2 separate regions of the Danio rerio genome follow, and region 1 is linked to region 2. A link is a contact called in public Hi-C data. All regions are on one chromosome and are shown on one strand. Each heading gives the region's core, a stretch centred on a gene start, on an enhancer-like site or on the middle of the called end of the contact. The rest is flanking DNA. Distances are from core to core; before and after follow the strand shown. Region 1 overlaps si:ch211-286b4.4. Region 2 has its middle 15 kb from the start of scn3b.

Region 1 (6,188 bases), core at 2,732-5,231, 85 kb after region 2:
CCAACAGGTTCTTCGCAAACTGGAACAAAATTATTACCATTACAATCAATGACTAAAATGAACACTCAAGAAGCACCTAATGATTGTAAAAACCTAAGTTGGCCAGTATATGAAATAGTTCTTCTTGACAGCTGGTCAGTGACATGTTTTGAAAAGTTATGTCTGAGAATGTGGTATGGTTTAAAACAATTATAAAATTGCAAAGATTTCTTTGTAAATATCTATGAAAACTGATGCACTGCACTGAAATCTGAAGTGCTGCGTTTTGATATGAGCACCTCATGATGAAAGTGTTTTCCATTCTAAAGTTTGTAATGACAACACTTGTTAATGTTTGTTAATTATAATATTTTGTTAACAAAAGAGAAAAAAATTGAAGGCAGAAGTTTTCATTATGTATAAGGTTTAATGAAAAAAACAAAACGTAATTTTAAAAATGTCATTTTACTGTTGTTACATAAATATAATGAATATTATCGTTATGATCATTATGATTGTTATTGTCATTTTTGAAAAGATTTTATTATTAGCATCATCATAATCAATATTTATTACAATTATTATTATAATATTTATCATAATTTCTATATAATTACATATTTACTATTATCATCATTAGATAAATATAAATAAATATATCCAGTATATATATTGAATCTAAACATTGTAACCAGGGTGGTAATATTTACCTTTTGGAATATTTAGATATTTATATCTAGATATCGATATACAAATGTGACAAAATGTTAATTTCATTCATTCATTCATTCATACATGCAATTTCTTTTCGGCTTAGTCCCTTTATTAATCAGGGGTCACCACAGCGGAATGAACCGGCAACTTATCCAGCATATGATTTATGCAGAAGATGCCCTTCCAGCTTCAACAATATCAGATATCAATACACACTTATTCACACACATACACTATGGACAATTTAGCTTACCAAATTCACCTATACCTCATGTCTTTGGACTGTGGGGGAAACTGGAGCATCCGGAAGAAACCCACGTAAACATGGGGAGAACATGCAAACTTCACACAGAAATGCCAACTGACCCAGCCATGGCTCAAACCAGCAACCTTCTTGCTGTAAGGTGATTGTGCTACCCATTGCCCCACTGTGATGCCCATGTTAATATCAATACTTTTTTAATTATAATAACTTTTTAATGATGTAATGCAAATAAAGTTTGACAGATGCTAATATCACCACCCTGGTTACAATGTTTAGATTCATTACACTGTAGTGAGTGAAGAAAATAACCTGTGTTGTTGTAGTACTGCGGTGCAGGTGTGTGTGATCCTTGAACACAGTAGTATCCTGGACTGCAGGGCCCAGAGGGTGAAGTGAGGCCAGATTCAGCACAGTAATGTCCCGGAGTGCACGACTGACACATCTCTACAGATGCTGCTCCTATTCAAAAACACACACAATGCTAGTTTCAATCATCCATATTTAACAGCACGAGCATGCTACATCTGCTGGAATAAGACCTTCTAATGAGCCGAATGTGCCCAGAGGGCAGGGCTCCATATGGCTGGCACCCGCTGGGCAAAAGAAGCCAGGTGTGCATCTGCCTCCCGTTGAATCTCCAACTGGCTCTGAGAGCGAGGCACCCTGGGTACACACATAACTGCAAAATCCCAGAGATGAGCATGAGGAGACAGGCCTGTATTATTTGACAGGACATTAATAAGTCCACTCACCCTGGAGAACAGTTGCCTGTAGGGGCGTCCAGGCCAGAGGAGCTACAGTATTTACCAGGAGGGCAGGGGACACACTGATCCTTGCTGGACAGGCCCGGCTGACCATTAAAAGTGCCCACAGGGCAGGGGAAGTGCATGCCAGAGTCTGAGCCTGTTTAAAATAAAAGCAAGTATAGATTGAAGAAGCGTTGTGGTGTCTTGATCTGACACTCAGTGGTTTTGTCAGTACCTGGAGGGCAGTAATATCCTGCAGGACAGGGCACAGGTATAGAAGTTCCTCCTGTTACTGTGTCTGAAGCAGCACAAAAATATCCAGCTGGGCACAGCAAACATTCTGCCTGTGGACATAAAGCAGATACAGTTTTAATATTTAGGCTTGTGGTGCTTTTTACATTTCTGTTTTTCTTTTTGTTCTATTGACCTTATTCTTCATGTATGAGCAGACACAGCCATTGGAATCTTTTTGATTCGAGACTTCCATTCTCATTCAGCTACATTGATTTTTAGACATTAAAACAGCTTGTTATTGTTGCTTTTTTATGTTGAGATTTTCGTATTATATTTGTTGCTTGTGGCCTTCACTCCTGCCCACAATTATTACTTGCAATTAATCTTGTTTGTCTTTTTCCCTTTTCAGTTATCTATGGGTTGATTTGGTGGCGTCAGGCCTTTAAAATAGACGAAAGCAGACTTCTCTCGATTCCTCATTCCACCAGTTTTTGACGGCTTTATTGTTGTGTTCTCCTTTATACTTTACTTTTGGTATTTGTTTGGAGTGGAGAGTTCCAACCTGCTTTAGGTTTGTTTGGTTGTTATTTATTATGTTGTTAGCCTCTCTTGTCATGTTGGATTGTTTTGCTTGGTTATGTTATGTTATTGAATAATTTAGTTGGAGCACTTTGGGCGTTGTTTATTTACGTTACATTATGTTATGATCACGAGTCATATTTAAATTATGGCTGTGACACAATTGGGGGCTCGTCCGAGATCTCTATAATTTGTTTCACTTTGTTCTCTTTTGATACTGATCTTTTGTACAATGAACATTTATTCATTCATTTTCTTTTTGGCTTAGTCCCTTTATTGATCAAGAGTCGCCACAGCGGAATGAACCGGCAACTAATCCAGCATATATTTTACGCAGCGAACACCCTTCTAGCTGCAACCCAGTGCATGGAACATCTATACAACTTTATTCACATACATCCACTATGGCCAATTTAGCTTACCCAATTCACCTATATCACATGTCTTTGGATTTGTGGGGGAAACTGGAGCACCCAGAGGAAACCCACGCGAACACGGGGAAATCATCCAAACTCCACACAGAAATGCAAACTGACCCAGCCGAGGCTCGAACCAGTGACCATCTTGCTGTGAGGCGACATCGCTACCCACTGCACCACCTCATTATATTATAGTATATATGTGTATATATATATATGTTTATCTATAGTCATGAACACACTTGTTTGTAAAGCAAATAGTTTGAAAGATTTGTGCCATTTATTATTACTAGTAATTTCTACCATAGGTGACTGAATCGGACCTTCTTAACAATCTCAAACATGTGCGCATTTCCACATTGCAGAATAAGGTCAATACAGAACACATTAAAGTTGCTTAATTTGTCATTGAAAAGAGTAAATTGAAAATTTTTGGGATATCTACCAATGACATATTAGTATAATACCAAATATTAGTATGTAATTTTAATTAAAAACTAGTCAAAAAGTGATTTCCATAAACCATCTCCAACACAAATTACTGTTATTGATCATATAAATGTCGTGAAATTTTAATTTTATTTGTCAATTTTTTGATTGTTTATTAATCTTTTGAGTAAGCTTTATTTTTATTTGAGTTTTATTTTTACTTTAAGTTTAAGTTTTAGTTTTAGTAATTTTTGCTATAACATTTTGTACTTTTTGTATTTTTTTTTAAGTTAATCTAATATCTATATTGATACTTTATTTTATTTATTCTTTATTTCAACTCACAAAATAAATGCTATTAAAATAAATAATACTTATTTTTTATTATATTTAATCTTTATATAAATTAATTAGTAACACTAGTAATTAACATTAGTAATTAAGTAACACATTTCTATCTACAACCAAGCCTGTCTCTGAGCTAACCTGCCCATGGAGGTTCTGGTAAGTCCCAACTGGACAAGGGAACTGGACAGGACTGCCAGGTGGACACATATACCCTGATGAGCAAATGTAGTTGGCAGGCTGGCTGGAATTTTGACCCTGTGGACAAAAGTAGCCCATCTGACAAACATGAGAAGGAGAAGAGAGCCCCCTGCTGGAGCAAGCAAATCCTACAAAAAGAAAAAAATGCACAAATGAGCACAGGCCAAATACAGCGTCTGAAGTGCCTAAAGAACAGCACTGACCTGGAGGGCAAAGCAGACAGTCAGACAGCTTAGTGTTTCTGCTGCTGTTGCTAAAGTGGCCAAGTGGACATGGCTCCGGGGACGAAGACCCTACAGGACAATAGTGTCCTCGAGGACATTCACCACCTGCTCCTGCATTCACAGGTGTAGGGGACGTGGCTCCAGATAGACAAAAGTGTCCAGCTGCACATGGTCCAGACACAGCACTCCGTCCAGCAGACTCACAGAAGAAACCTGCCAGGAGGAGAGTTTGTTGGATATTTCTCTAAGTTTTGACAGATGCTGAAAGCACAAGAGGCAGTAGCTGAAAATGGTGTGACTCCAATGCTGAGAGAAAGTAGGGCAGCATCACCCTCTGAGAATAAGAGATGCGTAACTCTGAGAAATGACTCGATAGGAGTTCAGTCGACTGTAGAAATGGTACCTGAAGGGCAGGGTAAACAGTCTTCACGGCTGGCCATCCTCATATGGGGATTAATAGTCCCTGCTGGACAGGGGTGCTGATTCTGTAGATGAGTGCCCATAGGGCAGTAATGGCCCATTGGGCATTCAATGCCCTCCGATGATGAACCATTGGCAGGACAGTAGTAACTTTAAGTGAAAAGGCATAATTTTAAAAACACAATAATGTTAGTTTCACACTCACTTGATTTCATCAAACTATGGTTCATTTGCACTCATCTCATCACAAATGTACACACAGCATGGCAGAAAGCAAAACATTGGTAATATATTGTGTTTGCAGTGACATTCTAGACTTCTGAGGGCCTTAAGCAAAGGTTTAGGTGGGCATAAACACAAAATGATTAACAACCCCTTAATAAGCAGATTTGTTGTCAATAATCAAAAAACGAACATTAGAAAAACAGAATAAAAAAATTAAAACTAATTTTATAATATAACTTATTAAAAATAATAATGCGCTATACAGACATCGACTCCAGCAATTACATGTAAAAATAAAATGCTGCTTGGTCTACATCACAGTATGATCTAAATATACAGTGATAGTTATTAAGTGAAGAGCAGTGAATGACACTTGTTCACTTAAGAACTCATTCAACTGAGTTTAAATGAAGACCAAGTTTCACTCTGTCTCGTATTATGAGCATAGAAGCCATTGGGAACAATGTCTCTTTTTTAAGATCAAGCACATTAATCAGTCATGTAACAACAACACATGATTGGACAGATTTAAAGATTGCGTAGGAAGGGCAACAGTGGGTCACTTTGAACAAATAGCATGAAATGCAGTATCAAGTTTTCATAATCCCTGAGAGCCAAAAACTAATTTATATACACGACATACGCACAAAATGAGGGTGGAAACATGAGTATGCCACTTCCCCACGCAAAGGTTGTGATCTATAAAGTAAGTAAGCTCTGAGTAAACATAACCTAACTTAGATATTGACTTAATTGAGCCACTTTAATTCATCATATAAGCCATAATCATTATTAAATAACTAAAGATTTATTCTGGCATATGTTCACGTTTAAGAAAGTTTCTGCGCAGTTTTATAAAGGAGACGCCTGGTCAGTAAAGATTTTTTGAGAGAAGGCTGACCCTAGCTGCACTCTGTGTGTTTTATTTTTAATTTAGTGTGCTTACACAGTTGAAGTCAGAATTATTAGCCCTACTTTAAATTTGTTTTTCTTATTTAAATATTTCCCAAATTATGTTTAACAGGGCAAATAAATTTTCACAGTATGTCTGATAATATTTTTCCTTCAGGAGAAAGTCTTATATGTTTTATTTTGACCAGAAGAAAAGCAGTTTTGAACCATTTTTATAAGATTATATTATATAAGGTTTATAAGGTTAATAACCATTTTAAAGGTTAAAATTATTAGCCCTTTCAAGCTAGTTCTTTTTCGATAGTCTACAGAACAAACCATGGTTATACAATAACTTGCCTAATTACCCTAACCTGCCTAGTTAACCTAATTGACCTAATTAAGCCTTTAAATGTCACTTTAAGCTGTATAGAAGTGTCTTGAAAAATATCTAGTCAAATATTATTTACTGTAATCATGGCAAAGATAAAACAAATCAGTTATTAGAGATGAGTTA
Region 2 (6,641 bases), core at 22-2,521:
ATCTGGACGAGACTTGAATTTGCAAGCTGAGACTTCTCATCTCAGACTTGCAATGTCAGACACAATCACTCAATGGTGCTAGTTACCTCAAAATGAAGGGTAGGGTTAGGGGCGGGGTTAGGTGTAGGCATTGAAAGCATTGCATGCAGCTCACCTTGCAACTGCAACAAAGTCTGCACCCAGACCCCTCTCGAATTGTGAGATGTTGTTGATATCTCATAGTTGGTGAAACATACACTTGCAGATTTGAAGAGAAATTTTTAATTGAATTGTTAACTTTAATTGGCCAGATTAAGAACACACTGGGCCCTGGGGCTATAGCAAACACCTGGGTCCCTTTATTCTACCACAAAAACGTTTTTCAAACATAAAGCCAGAAATATGAAGTTAGAATATTTCTATACTAAAATGAATGATCACCTTATAGCAACATAACATTATTAATTAATACTAAAAAAATATATTATTTCTATTAAACAAGTTCGCAAAGTGAAAGTGATATCAAAAGACTACAGGATTACAAGGCCTGGTACAACATGAATGTGGCACCAGTTTCAATTACAGTGGAGACTTATTGCCTAGACAAAAATTTGAAAATAGGAATAGAAAATACCTACGTCCTGATAACATTAATGCGCTTTAATACGCTAGAGTTCCTCAAGGCACCAGCAGTTTTTTTTTCTCTCGGTGGCCTGCTGTGCATCAGATCATCGACGCCCCCCCCCCCTCTGATGATTTTTGTCATGAGAGAGATCTTCTCAATTTTTAAGCCATAAATTTAATAGCATTCTTCCTCTTTCTTATTCTCTGCCATTATTCAATCTTACTGATCTCTTGAGTTGAGAAAAATACACTCTTTCTTTCGTCCTAAAATGAGTTCAGCGGGGACTTGCGCTTTGTAAGGGATGTTCTCAGAGCACTTTAATCAGCGGCCTGTATTTGCCTTTCTTCTGTCTCTAATCTCTGAACTTTGAGAGGCAATTACCAGACAAAACAAAGAGTCCTTTTTAATAAAAGAGAAGCATAGCACTCCTGCAAGTACTGTCATAAGCCCAGAAGGACACATTGGTGATGTTGATACAGGCAGGTGGATCAAAATATACAGCGCTGAGGTGAGAGAAGCCTGCAGGACTAGAAAATAACCCAACATTCATTTGTTTTCAGATGTTGTCTCCCGGGACCACTTTACAAATGTCAGCCCCGAGGCTTAGAGCGGACTCTGTCTCTGTAGCAATGAATGGAAAGGTCTGTCGGATGGATTTTTCGTTAAATGCGAAATGGTAGGACCACGACCCCACAAAACAAAAGCTGTCTGTAGATCCCCTAAACGCGTCGTTTAACACTACGAATGGCATTGTGAGAGAAGTCTTACCTGCAGTGTTTATGTTTGCTGCAATCCAAATTAAGCTAAAGCACTGCACTCTTGTGGTCAAACAACTCATAGCAAAAAAGTAGCCTATTTGGAAACTTGGGAAGTTGAAATAAACTATACACTATTATTTACTCCTAACTTTAAAATAGGCTATTTTTTAGCCTTCTTTTTTATAACTATGCTGGGTTTGTATTAATAAATAGGGGTGAGCGGGGACGAATTTAACGCGGGACGAAAGCAACAAAGCGATTTTCTCGAAGCCCTTACAACATTTTCTTTCCAGCGCATTCAGAATGCAACCCTTGTTGCAACTGCCAAAAATAAGTTTATTTCGGGACCTTATTTTTCCCTTCCACATTAGAGTTTGCAGTAATTCAGATGTTTAAAAAAATCATGCATATTGCCAAATAATAAAACAAATATTTAAAAATTATATACAATTGTAACTATTTGCATTGTTGGAACTGTAATTTAAAATGAAAACGCAGTTTAATATTTTTGCAAAAATAAAGGACTTGTTTGCAGTTGATATTAACAAGGTCACGGTCAGATATATTTAAAATAAACAAGATTAAGCCAGTAAATCTACTGTATTACCGTTGTGTTACTTTTGACCCACCCGTGTGTTACTTTTGACCCTGCGTATGGAGTCAAAAGTCAAAACTTTTGGTTAAAGTTATATGGAGTTGTTCTACAAAATAACACCTGATTTTGATAGACCACTCTTGTGAGTCAGTAACCACAGCAAAAATATATTTCTGCTAAAACATTATCTTTTAAAATCAGGTTTTAATGAATAATGTTACTTTTATCCCCACTCTCCCCTACGTAGCCCATAGACGGTGTTATGAATTTGTGACTATCAATTTATTTACGTTTTGACAGATTTTGCCTTAATTTTTCGAAACCAAAAATTATTGTGAATATCAAATTCTCAACAATGGTACCTGAAAAGTCTGTTTATTTAAAAAAAAAAATGAAAAAAAAAGAGTACCCATCGAGTTCACTTACAGTGTCAAGTGTCGTGCAGTAGTTACAGAGCATGAACTACAGAGGGAGACAAAGACCACTTGCTGATAAAACAGCTTTGCTTATTTGGAGTATTAAATATTTATTATCTAATTGTATGCAAACTATTTAGTGACTGCATGTATAAGGCAACACTTTATTATACAGTGTTATCCTAAAAAGTAGGCTACTTAACCCTACTTATATAAGTACATGTTGGTAGTTATTACATGTTTGTGAAGTCTAACCAATTTCAAGTGTATAGCCAAGATTAACACGAAGTCAATCTTTTGTATTTTGAATGCATTGTCTGGTTTATTATACAAGACAAGCTTTGACAAGTGATGATCAGCTCCATCATAACAGGGTAGAGCAAGCTGGCAATGACCTATATAAAACAGTGCAAAAGGCTAAGTTAACAGTGAGACAAGCCTGCACCACTGGAGAAAAAGATTATAAAATCCCACTCTAGAAATTCATAAAAGCAACAGTAGAATAAAGTAAACACGAACATGTAGTCAGTTGTTATTCTAACAAATAATTAGATTTTGTTGGTACTGTCAACATATCAGTCTATCTGAAATGAAAAAAAATATTTTAAAAATGTATATATAGATCTGAATATCGCTGAACAAAAACAAAAGGCTGCAATGTGGATAAAACTGCTGTCGAATCCAGTCAAAGAATGTCATAATTATATCATTGCTGCAAGATCGTTCAAAATGCAACCTTTCTGCAAATGCAATGACACCATGGGCCACATTTACTAAACAGAGAAGCTTTCTGCAGATGCTTCCACTAATGATAGGAAAATTATAGAACTTAGACCAAAAGCAGCTCACATGAAATATTATGTGGTTTGGTAATCAATATGTTAGAATTATGTATTTTCCCATAATCCAAGTAATAGATTGTACTGTAAGTCTCTCTACAACACATGCTTTCTGTTCTAAGTATTCTTCCAGCAGCTACAGCAATGAATCCAACATGTTAGGCATAAAATGTGTACCCACCCCACCCTTGCATTTTTTGGGGCGGTTAAATGATGGTATAATTAGCAGTCAGGCTGGTCACAAAGATTTTAAGCTTGATTTTTATTGTCAATTGTATTGTCAATTTTTTTTTTTTTGTTCATTTATTCACAATCAATCAATCTTATCTTGTCACTATTTTTATTTACATTAAATAATTGCAGTTTGTAAATTAGTTGGGAATTCCCAATTCATTGGGAATTGTTATTTTATTTGAACAGACCCTCTCTTAACATGCTCACAGCACTCATATTCTGACAGGCGTTTCGGCTAGAAAGCAGGATCGCGGAGGAAACTGAGTTGCATTGCTTGTCTTATTTCTACTTCTTTTAATAGTAATTTGATCAGCTGTAGTTTGAAATTACAATGTTTTCTCTTAGGGCTTATTATGCGGTCTCTGTCACCATCTTGTGCATAAACATCGTCAACTGTCTTTGCTCAATGACAGGCTAATGGCCGCTAATGCACTATATCTTAGAAATTATAAATAATTAGAAATAGGCACTAAAAAGTACATTATGTTGTCTAACAGCAGAAATGTTTGTAAAACTGTAGAGTGTCCTCTTTTTGTTGCTGTATGTCGGCGGAGTAATCGGCTATCAGCCAATCAGAGTCAAGAACCAGACAAAACTGTTGTGTGTGTGTGTGTGTGTGTGTAATATATATATATATATATATATATATATATATATATATATATATATATATATATATATATATCATTTTGAGTGAAAATATCCCTTTAATGTCAACAAAATCATTGCGCTGTTAGTAAATCTGGCCCATGCATTCAATCGCACAAAAACCATTCGCAACTGTACACAATATTTCCTCATTTACATACCACAGTTTCACTTATTATTAATCGCAAAGTTGCAAATAGCTGATTGACTTTAAGCATCTTTTCAAATAAATAACACAAAATACTATATTGAGAATCCTTGTATAGAAAACACGACAATAAAAACCAAGTTTCGTCTAATTCTATCAAAAGAGTAAGAACAGCGTATAACAAAGAGGGAAAGGCTCAGGTGGGAATCGTGATGACAGTGATTTAGAAAAGTGCGTGTGTAGGCAGTATGATAGCTCTTCAGCTCTTGTGTCTCTGCTAAGGCGAGAGTTGAGGACAGACACATAAAAATCCTAGTCAGTCTGAGATTAACCTCCGCTGAGACAGCGCAAGATAATGAACCAGTCCAGAGTTTCTTCCACACGTCACATTATCAAGACAACAGGGATTTGATTTGGCAGGTTTCCTGGTTTCTCAGAGCAGCTCTTGGAGAGATTTTGGAGGGCAGGATAAGAGCCTGCTCTTTATAAACCGGTTAATAAAAGTTGTCAGTACCTGGAAAAGAGAGGTTTTTAGGTTTGATTAGCTGGCAGATTTGTACCAAAAATAAAATAAAATAAAATAAATCATTGCAACTGAACTTTTATTTCAGATTTGTGTGTATACCAAAAAGCCAGGTGTATGTAGAAAAATCATTTGCATTTGATGACATACTTTAAAATTATTTAAGGAACAGTGCAGTAATCAAATTACTTAATAAATGTAATGTAATGATAACACAATATATATATATATGTGTGTGTGTGTGTGTGCGTGCGTGCGTGCGTGCGTGCGTGTGTGTGTGTGTACTCACTGGCCGCTTTATTAGAAACACCTGTCCAACTGCTCATTAACGCAAATTTCTAATCAGCCGATCACATGGCAGCCATTCAATGCATTTAGACATGTAGACATAGTCAAGTCGATCAGCTTCAGTTAAAAATGAGAGTCAGAATAGAGAAGAGAGGTGATTTAAGTGACTTTGGACATGGCATGGTTGTTGGTGCCAGACGGACTGGTCTGAGTATTTCATAAACTGCTGATGGTCCAAAAAAGAGAAAATATCCATGGGGGCAAATGTCTCGTTGATGCCAGAGGTCAGAGGAGAATGGCCAGACTGGTTCGAGCTGATAGAAAGGCAACAGTAACTCAAATAATCACCCATTACAACCGTTGTATGCAGAAGAGCATTTCTGAATGCGTAACACGTTGAACCTTGAGTCAGATGGGCTACAGCAGCAAAAGACCACACCGGGTGCCACTCCTGTCAGCTAAGAACAGGAAACTGAGGCTACAATTCGCACAGACTCACCAAAATTGGATAATAGAAGATTGGAAAAACGTTGCCTGGTCTGATGAGTCTCGATTTCTGCTGCAACATTCGGATGGTAGGGTCAGAATTTGCATCACGGATGTGCAGCCGACAAACCTGCAGCAACTCTACGATACTATCATGTGAATATGGACCAAAAATTTTTAGGAATATTTCCAGTACCTTGTTGAATCTATGCCACGAAGGATTAAGGCAGTTCTGAAGGCAAAAGTTTGCTCAACACAGTGCTGGTAAGGTGTACCTAATAAAGTGGCCAGTGAGTGGAATGTATATACTACCTAGTCAGTATGGTTTTCAAATTCTAACCATCAGAAGAGTTAAGCAAATAATACTTGGTGTATTTGTAGCATAGGAACAAGTGAGAACCTTTGTTATCCTGACCAGCTGTTATTTATATTTAAAAAAGCTAGCTTTAAAAAAAGTGTTTTCAGACCTTTGTATAATAAGACAAATGTAAACAAATTACTCAAACACATACCAAACAAATCCAGTAAACCAGAAAAACAGAGAATCTCTAAAGGGGTCTCTAATTTTTGCATCATATCCGTTGCATTATGTTATGCACACACATTATTTCAGTTAAGAATTAGTGCAGCTTTTATAATTGCAGTAATAAATGCACTTCCACGCCATTTAAACCATATTTCTTGGACAATCTACTCTGTGCTCCATCGTAGGAGGATGTTAAGCAATCTCTCCTAACAAAAAAAGTCCACCTCAAATTACAAATCACTCCAGTTCTGGTTAAGCATATCAGATAACATTGCAGGAAACTGCACAGAATTCAAAAAAGAAAGAAGAAGGAAATGATGAATGGATCCACATCATATCACAGCTATCTGTGCATTCTCATATTCCAAATCACTTTAAACAATGTAAAAATCATTGATCGAGGGGATTTACAAAGAGAACAAACCCTGACCCCAGCATTAGCGCTGCTGTACTTCAGCTCTCATTGAATTATCTGGAGAGGTCAGCAGAGGTTAGTACAGTAATTGCTGGACAGATATGAACAGAGGAGAGGATGAGCTCCAGTGGATGAGCATGTTAAGAGAGGATGAGGAAAGG

Evidence for each region. A called contact is a pair of places that touch in the nucleus more often than the background predicts.
Region 1: a contact with region 2 is called in a Hi-C map of embryo, with 1.8 times the contacts expected there. The contact joins two enhancer-like sites. A contact is called at or near these places in 4 of 18 Hi-C or Micro-C datasets (caudal fin, embryo, hematopoietic stem cells and 1 more).

The regions. Positions count from the first base shown.
Region 1 is chr15:24,677,375-24,683,562 of GRCz12tu, forward strand. si:ch211-286b4.4 reads right to left here. Exons shown (of 105, transcript XM_073923669.1): 45 at 4,539-4,705; 46 at 4,115-4,348; 47 at 3,852-4,039; 48 at 1,940-2,048; 49 at 1,711-1,861; 50 at 1,498-1,637; 51 at 1,268-1,417; 52 at 1-19. Among named protein-coding and RNA genes, the nearest start is that of si:ch211-286b4.4, 47 kb to the right of the region's middle. Within about 2 kb of position 3,982, at least 3 of the 62 cell types and tissues checked have an H3K27ac peak or open chromatin away from gene starts, as enhancers often do.
Region 2 is chr15:24,595,505-24,602,145 of GRCz12tu, forward strand. It overlaps a transcript of scn3b not described here. Among named protein-coding and RNA genes, the nearest start is that of scn3b, 15 kb to the right of the region's middle. Within about 2 kb of position 1,272, at least 3 of the 62 cell types and tissues checked have an H3K27ac peak or open chromatin away from gene starts, as enhancers often do.